Regions from separate parts of the Sus scrofa genome. Here region 2 is linked to region 1. The links are chromatin contacts, called in public HiChIP or PLAC-seq maps. All regions are on one chromosome and are shown on one strand. The core of a region is the stretch at or near the end of the contact, and the rest is flanking DNA. Distances in the headings are between cores, read along the strand shown. Region 1 holds the start of LOC102158547. Region 2 holds the start of CHURC1 (protein Churchill).

Region 1 (4,460 bases), core at 1,719-4,218:
TGATTATGGTTTACTCTGTTCTCCATACTAGGTGTGCGCAAAGACAACTCAAGCACAGTCTCTGTCATCAGACAGCTGCTAAACAGGGTACAAATAAAATAAATAGAGCAGAGACCCTGCTAACAAGGCCAGCCTTTATCCTCGAGGGCCAATACCCAGAGGGGCTGCCAGCGCCTCTGGCTGCACTTCCTTCCGATCACAGGTTAATGGACCCGGCCCAGTTTTCATTCTCTTCTCTGACTTGAGGTCACACAACCGTCATAAAAATGCCTGAGGCGTTCTGGGGCCCTATTGCCACTTCCTCCGAAGCCAGATTAAAGCTGGCTTCAGCCAGGCTCCCAGCACTGACTGGCGGGCCGGGAAAGTTCCTTCCCCACAGGGCCAGCTGGGCTATCCTGCGCGTGGAACGGGGCTCTCAAGGGGAGTGGTCTGGCGGATGACCGCTTCCCCAGGCCTCGCCCTCCGCCGCCCAGCCCCGCTTCCTGAGCCAGGGCCGGGCCCCCAGGAAACCGCTCACCGCAGCTTTTGACAGCAGGCTTTGAGATCAGGCTCCTCCCTTTGAGGTCTAGGTTCCAGCTCAGACAAGACGAGGATCCTCAGATCAGCTGGCGGAAGCGGCGTCGAGCTGAGCCGAGTCCAGCCAGACTCTGGGTGCTCGTCGTGTCTGTCCATTCCGTCAACTTGAAATTTCGGGTCCACGGTGGACCCTTTTTGAACCTTTTTCTGGAGCTGCCTCTGAGCCGCCATCGGAAGCCTCCTGCACCTCTGGGCTCCTAAAACAACTCCACCCGGCATCTGCCAGCTTTCCCCTGCCCCTCCTGCGTTTTCGCCATCCCGTCCTCTCCCTCTCTGAGGGTTCATTTATCTACAGGACGCTGGGGGAGGGGCAGAGAGCCTTCCCAGCTGTGAGGCAGAGTGAGTGGCAGGGATGGAGGTGTGATTCATCCTGGCTGGTTGGAAGCAAGGGAAATTCCAGGGCAGGGGAGGGTTAGGCCGCCCCAGCTCACCCAGGCAGCAGGGGAAGCAGCGCACACACACCTGGGAGTCCCACATCCTCAACAAATCCAGGATAGGGTAGAAAAGTCTCACCAGCTCGAGAGTCAGCACTAACTAGGGTTTCTATTGCCACCTCCCTCTCATGAATCCCCCACATGCCTAAAACGGAAAGATTTCCATCTAGAGGCTTTAGCAATGATGGCATTAAATAACGTGGGCTCGCCCTGCAGAATTTGGTTGGAGAAATAACAACATAAAAGACTCTCACTAATGGGAGTTCCCGATGTAGCACAATGGATAGGCAGTGTCTCTGGAGCACTGGGATGCAAGTTGGATCCTCCCCCGCCCAGTACTGTGGTTAAGGATACAGTGTTGCCACAGCTGCTGCTTGGGTTGCAACTGCTGCTCTGATCTGATCCCTGGCCTGGGAACTCCATATGCTCTGGGACAGCCAAAGAAGAAGGAAAAAAAAAAAAAGACTGTCACTTACTGAATAGCTCTATAAGCCCTAAGAAGTTAACACATGTTAGCTCACTGTTCAGTCTCATAAAACCATACATGGTAGGTATGATGACTAACTCCACTTTACAGGTGAGAAACACAGGCTCAAAGGAGTTTAGCACCGCAGGAGCTAGCAAGCTGTCAAGCCGGGATCTGAATCCCAGTATATGCAATTCCAAGCCCTGCTCCTCAGTGCTGCAGTGAGTTGCCTGAACTGGGTTTCAAGAGGACATCAGAGATGAGAGGAAATTCCTCCTTCAGTAATTACCAAATATCCCTTCCTCAGGATGCCTCCTAGGCACCCCAATCTGAAACACCCTCTCCCCTCACCCCCATGACAATTCCATCCACCTTCCCCATCAGATTTCACTAATTATCATTAACTTACCTTCCCTTTCAATTGTCTGTTCTGCTTATTGTCTGCTTCCCCCACTAGAAGTCATCCACGAGGCCAATGATTGTTTTTTGTTTGTTTTTTGTCTTTTCTAGGGCCACTCCTGCGGCATTTGGAGGTTCCCAGGCTAGGGGTCGAATCGGAGCTGTAGCCACTGGCCTATGCCAGAGCCACAGCAACTCAGGATCCGAGCCGTATCTGCAACCCACACCACAGCTCACGGCAACGCCAGATCCTTTACCGAGCAAGGCCAGGGATCGAACGTGCAACCTCATGGTTCCTAGTCGGATTTGTTAACCACTGAGCCACAACGGAAACTCCAAGGCCAATGATTGTTGTATGTTTTGTTCACTGCTGTCCCCTGCGTCCAGTGATGCTTCCCCCCCCCCAAAAAAAACCTGTTGAATGAATACTTTAAAATACAGCTAAGAGCAGTGAGTGCAGGAAGCAAAGGAGGACAATCTATCCATTCAGGGGAAGAAAGGAGAGGTGGGAAAAGATGGTGAGAGAACCTGGTCAGGGGCAAGGTGGGGGCTCCAGATGGGACCTCCAAGAGGAAATGAAGGTCTGCCAGGTCCCCTGTGGACTCCAGTAAAGCCTTCCTGCTGGTTAGTAGTAATTTCCAGCTGCCAGGGCCCAAGCCTGAGGACTTCTGCTGGGGAGGGCGGGCTTACCACTCTGAAACAAAGGCCTATGGACATGCAGCTGGCCAGAGAGACAGGACTGCACAGTGGCCGGGTCAGAGGGGGAGCCTGGGATTGTGATGGGGGGGTGGGGGTGGCTGCTAGTGAGGAGCTGAAGACAGCCCTCAGTGCAGCTGCAAAGGCAACACACACAAACCCCGTCCGCCCAGCGCCCAGAGTCCCCTCCACACAACAGGGAATAGCTAGATGGTTTCACCAAGAACCCTTCAAAGTCAGTGCTTAGCCTGGGCTGGCAGCAACCCCCCCACCCCACCCCCAGGCGTGGAATCTGAGCTTTCGCAAGGTTCTGAGAGGAGAGTGGGGCTGAAGGCGCAAGCCATACATCTGGAACATAGGTCCTCTTCCCCTCCTGCCCTTGTCATCTCTCAGGCCATGGCCTTTGGCCACCTCCAGTGTAAACACAGTGACCCGGGGATAGCTGTGGATCTGGTAAAGCAAATGTTTACTCTGGAGCTGAAATACTAGAGGCCAGGGTATAAATGTCCACTATTGGCTCCTGGTTATCTACTCTCTCCTTGGCACATATGGGACACATGCACTAAATTGTAAAGCTCTCGAGCCCCGCCCCACCGTTGCCAGCCACAGTGAGCCCTTTATTCTGCACAGGAGTTTTTGCAGCTCTCTCCATGTACAGGACACATTTTGATCCTTACCAGAGCCTCTGAGGAAAAGCAGGCAAGGACCCAATTCTATTCATGTGGAAACTGAGTCAGAGAAGATATGTGACTTGCTCAGGTCATGTTGGAGAAAGCACAGATTCGACAGTGAGGAAATCTGAGTTTTGGCCCCTATTTGGCCAACAGGAGGAACCAGGCTCCCATCTCTGGGCTCTGCTGCCTTCATGGGCAGGGGGCATAGGCTCATCTCAGGTGCCTTCCAGCCCAAATGACTCTATCAATCCCTGATGCCACAGAGTAGAGCCAGGACTAAAACTCAGGCAAAATCCTGTGCTGGACTCCTACCCAGGCCTGGGGTTGTCCCACTATCCCAGATATGCCACTTCTAATAACAGGCAGTAGGAAAGCTCATGGCAGCTCCTAGGCAAACCCCCTCCCTCTGACTCAGTTCAGCCCATGCCCACTCCCTGCCTCATCACCAGAGCAATATACCTGGGGAGCCAAGGGGTTGCCCGGCCTTCTGGGAAGGGAAGGGGGCAGCAGAGGCAGGAGTGTTAACAGCAGGAGCAGGACCACAGCGAAGAGGGTGAACAGAGAAGGGGTACACCTCTTTGCGGTTCTTATTCTCTAGGTTTTCTGCTGGAAATGATTGGGGTGAAGTCACTCAGGATTCCACTCCGAATCCAGCATAGGAGAGGCTGGAAAGGCACTTTCCTGAAGGGAGGCAGACAAAATGCTCTGTGGGAAGGCCTGGGGGCTGTCATTACTCTCCCTGCTTATTATTTCTTAAGCAAGGCCGGTGTGGCTGGGCAGCGCACAGAGGCAGGGCTGAGGAGACCCTGGGAACTCCCAGCCCGGGGTTCCCTGTAGGGTGATGCAGTCCAGATCGTCTCTTGGGAGCCCCAGAACAGGAGACCGGCCCTTTCATCTGCCAACAGTTTAGTGAGTGACTTCAAGGGTGCAGCTCTTAACAGTGGCCACTAACATCGCCCCACCCCAGGCCACACCCCTCCAGCCTCCCCCACTATTACAGTTCCCATTCGGTTCTTCCTTTTGTTTTCAAAAGCAGCTCCAAAGAGTAAAAAGCAGCTCCCTAAAAAGTCTTGAAATTTTCAAGTTTGCACCCCTTCTCTTAGCTTTCCAAACCAAAGGGCTAAGAAGAGGGAGAAAATTAACCGAACCCACTTTGGGAGTGGGCGAGGTTGAGACCGTGGCGGGCAATCGCCTATGTGCTTTCGACTCCCCGAC
Region 2 (3,969 bases), core at 37-2,536, 220 kb before region 1:
TCTACCCTAGTCACAACTATCTTTCAAGTCTCAAATGAAGTCCACCTTTCTTTTAAGAGAACAGCGGTATCACTTACTGCTCTCCCCTTTCTCTAAACTTAAATAGGATTTATGTACTGTACTTGTCAGTTTTTGTTAATCACATTCTCCTGTAAAATATCAGCTCTCCAGCAACACGGTAGCTGCTTTTTTTTTTTTTTTTTTTTTTTTTTTTGGTCTTTTTGTCTTTTTACCTTTTCTAGGGCCGCTTCCTAGCATATGGAGGTTCCCAGGCTAGAGGTCTAATCGGAGCTGTAGCCACCCACCTGCGCCAGAGCCACAGCAACGCGGGATGCCAGCCGCGTCTGCAACCTACACCACAGCTCAGGGCAACGCCGGGTCCTTAACCCGCTGAGCAAGGCCAGGGATCGAACCTGCAACCTCATGGTTCCTAGTCGGATTCATTAACCACTGCGCCACGACGGGAACTCCTGCTTTTTATTTCTTACATGGTATCCTTTTCTGGCCTAGCAAGGTACTAGCTACATACATATAAACTGTTCAGTAAGTACACCTGGAATGAGAGCAAGCAAGCTTAGCAACCTCCTGAGCTCCAAAGGAACAGAGATCTAAAAGAAAGTAACACTCCAGAAATCTGAATTCTACTCTTGCTTCTCATACTAACTAGAACGTGAACTCTGGCATTAGTTTCCTAATGCAATCTCCTCTCCAGCCATTAGTTTCATCTGCAAAACTGGGTTAGAACGGATGAGCTCAGAGGTCTCTTCCGGCGCTAGAATTCAGAAAGAACAATGAACAAGCTTGAGAATAAGACCAGGGTAGGGGTGGGGGTGTCCTTCTGTTGTCGACTGGTTGTAGTTGGGGTTTCATTTTCTTTGTCCCCTGGAGCTCAAGAAAAATGGGGTGACGGCTGATATCAGTCGCCAAAGAAGGGATCAGCGGGAACCAACAGTTTCAGGCCGTCTCCGCTGTCAGGTGCCTAAGTACAGCTACCGGGTCACTGGTTGGGGCGGAGCGGCTGAGTCCGCCCAGCGCCCTGGTTTTTTAGGAAAGACCGGCCGGAGGAGTGAGAAACCTCAGGGGCGATCACGGGCCAAGGGCGCAGGAGGTTCTAGGTGCCCACTCGCTCACCCTGTTGGGATATTCCTTCTCCACACAGTCCCCACACATCGCGAAGCAGTTAACAGGGAACGTCCTCCAGTGCTTCCGGGAAGAGGAAACCTCGCGAGAGCACAAAGAAGGTTGACGCATGCGCCCAGAGTACAAGACCCCGGAGTATTTGGTCCCGGGAACCAATTCCAAGTCTCCGCCCTTTAGCAACTGTTGTCAGGGCAGGGAGTGGTCTCCAAGACAACAATCATAGGCAAGGAGTAGGACTTGAGAAACCTTCCAAGAAAGAGGATGGGACCGTGGACCCTCTGGGGGGAAGGAGAAGGGACTCTTCAACTGAGCAAAGTTCAAATAGACGCCTTCCTGAGTCTAGGCTGACAGAGGACAAGTCACAGAACACAAGAAAGGGAATTCTTTCTCATTGCCTTGGCTCACATTTATAAAGTTGAAATTGTAATTTGGATACTTTTCCATACCATTTCTTAGGGGCAGTGAGAGTGATAGTTCAGATCTTGGCAGGTGAATAAGCAGTAAGTGAAGTGTTTGGCAAGAGGCATTTAAAGCTCTGCAGAGAATCTCCTAAAAACACAAAATATTAATAATCAATGACCATCCTAGAATCTTCTGGAGAACGTAGAGATGGGAAACGTGTTTCTGTCTATGTGTCTTTCCTTTTCGGATGAGGAAACCAAGGACAAGTGGAAACCAAATGGTTAAACGTCTTGCCTAAGATGACAAAACTACTCAGTAGTCAGCCAGGACTAGGACTCAGTTCCTACCCTAGGTTCAGCACCTTTTTAATGCAGTAGCCACATGTGGCTATAAAGCACTTTTTTTTTTTGCCATTTCTTGGGCCACTCTCATGGTATATGGAGGTTCCCAGGCTAGGGGTCGAGAGTCAGAGCTGTAACTGCCGGTCTACGCCAGAGCCACAGCAACACAGGATCCGAGCCGCGTCTGCAACCTACACCACAGCTCATGCAACGCTGGATCCTTAACTCACTGAGCAAGGGCAGGGACCGAACCCGCAACCTCATGGTTCCTAGTCGGATTTGTTAACGGGAACTCCCTAAAGCACTTTTAATGTGGCAGATTTGAACTGAGATGTGTTGTGAGTACATCCTGCACACTAGATTTAGAAGACTTATTATGTAAAACGTTTTAAGGTATTTCATCAGCAATTTTTTTTTTTTTTTGTGCTGCTAAGGGCGAACTGGAGCAGCAGCTGCCCTCTTACACCACAGCAGGCCAGATCCTTAACCCACTGAGTGAGGCCAGGGATGGAACCCACATCCTCATGAATACTAGCTGGGTTTGTTACTGCTGAGCCATGACGGGAACTCCTTCATTAGTAATTTTTATATTGATTACATGTTGAAATAGTTTGGCTAAATACAAATGTATTATTAAAATTAATGTCATCTGTTTCATTTTAATCTGGCTACTAGAAAATTGAAAATTCACATGTAGCTTGCATTATATTTCTACTGGACAGGGCTGGTTTATGCAGTTGTCTTTCAATCCATTTTTAAATATGCTGTTTGTTTTTAAAGTCTAGTGCTGACTTAATTTTGCTAACCACCATATCTATTCTGTTCAATGCTATAGACGTTTGTCGGGTGCCTTCACTGTGCAAGGAACTGTGAGGCCAACAGGAAGATGAAAAAGACATTGTCCTTTCCTATTCTCCAGGTAGTCACAGTAGAGTCTGAGAGAGAAAATTAGCACAAATACTTATAGTTACTGCTAGATTGTGGTATAAGAGCACAAAATGGAGAAACTACTTCCAGGTGGGGACTGGAAAAGAGGAATTTGAGCCTTGAAAAATAGTTAGGATTTCAAAAAGCAGAGAGTTTCAGTATACAAATTTCAGGTGGACCAATGCAAGGAGTTTGGATTTTACTCTGTAGGTAATAGGGAGCCACTGAAAGTTTGAGCAGGAGAATGATAATAAAGCTGTGGTTTAGTAAGATTATTTTAGCAGCATTTCATTGGGACTGATGGGAACTGGAAGAAACTAGACATGGAAAGGTAGACACTAACAAGAACCACAAGAGGGAGATGTATAGCTTTCTGCTCATCACTAATAGAAAAAATGTATGATTAATAAATTCAATAAATAAAAAATTACACTGTAAAGATCTCAAAGAGTATGTTCTTTGGCGTGAAATGATTTCACTTTCTGAGGCATGACAATCTACATATTTACCACCATTTTTTTACCTTCCCAGAGTGATATAGTGTCTTGTTACTAAAAAGGTCATGGGAGGAGTTCCCACTGTGGCTCAGTGGTAACAAACTCAACTAGTATCTCTGAAGACGTGGGTTTGATCTCTGGCCTCGATCAGTGGGTTAAGGATCCTGAGTTGCCGTGAGCAGTGGTGTACGTTGCAGACAAGACTCAGATCCCACGTGGCTGTGGCTGTGGTGTAGGCTGGCAGCTGCAGCTCTGATTCGACCTCTAGCCTGGAAACTTCCATATGCCGGGGGTGCGGCCCTAAAAAGACCAAAAAAAAACAAACAAAAAAAAAACAACAAAAAAAGAGCAGGGGAATAAAAAGGTCATCTAGTTCTTAGGCAAAAAATTTGAGCGCTAATGGTTATGCACTCAGTGAAGTTCTCCATTCAAATTTGTGTATGTCCAGGGAAGAGAGGCAGCATATGAGACTGGTGGGAGGAGGTGAACAGAACCAGAAAATAAATAAAGTATGATAATGGCAATGGGAACATGAAAGTCTCTGAGGTTGACGGGTGGAAGAAAGGAAAATAAAGGCTGCAAAGCAGAAGGAGATTAGCACCTAAAGGGAATAACCAAGTAGGGTGTAAATAAACAAAAAATGTTTCAAGTAAGTTTTCTCT

What was found. HiChIP or PLAC-seq counts read pairs in DNA pulled down with a chosen protein or histone mark.
Region 2: a contact with region 1 is called in an H3K27ac HiChIP or PLAC-seq map of alveolar macrophages. The contact joins the promoter of CHURC1 here to the promoter of LOC102158547 in region 1. A contact is called at or near these places in 2 of 2 datasets of contacts at active chromatin or transcription factors (alveolar macrophages and skeletal muscle).

Annotation. Positions count from the first base shown.
Region 1 is chr7:88,765,258-88,769,717 of Sscrofa11.1, reverse strand. It overlaps LOC102158547, which reads left to right and starts at 2,968. Exons shown (of 4, transcript XM_021100073.1): 1 at 2,968-3,029. The coding sequence starts at 2,968. The region is part of intron 1 of PLEKHG3 (pleckstrin homology domain-containing family G member 3); the gene reads right to left.
Region 2 is chr7:88,982,336-88,986,304 of Sscrofa11.1, reverse strand. CHURC1 (protein Churchill) reads right to left here and starts at 1,286. Exons shown (of 4, transcript XM_013978294.2): 1 at 1,132-1,286. The coding sequence starts at 1,251.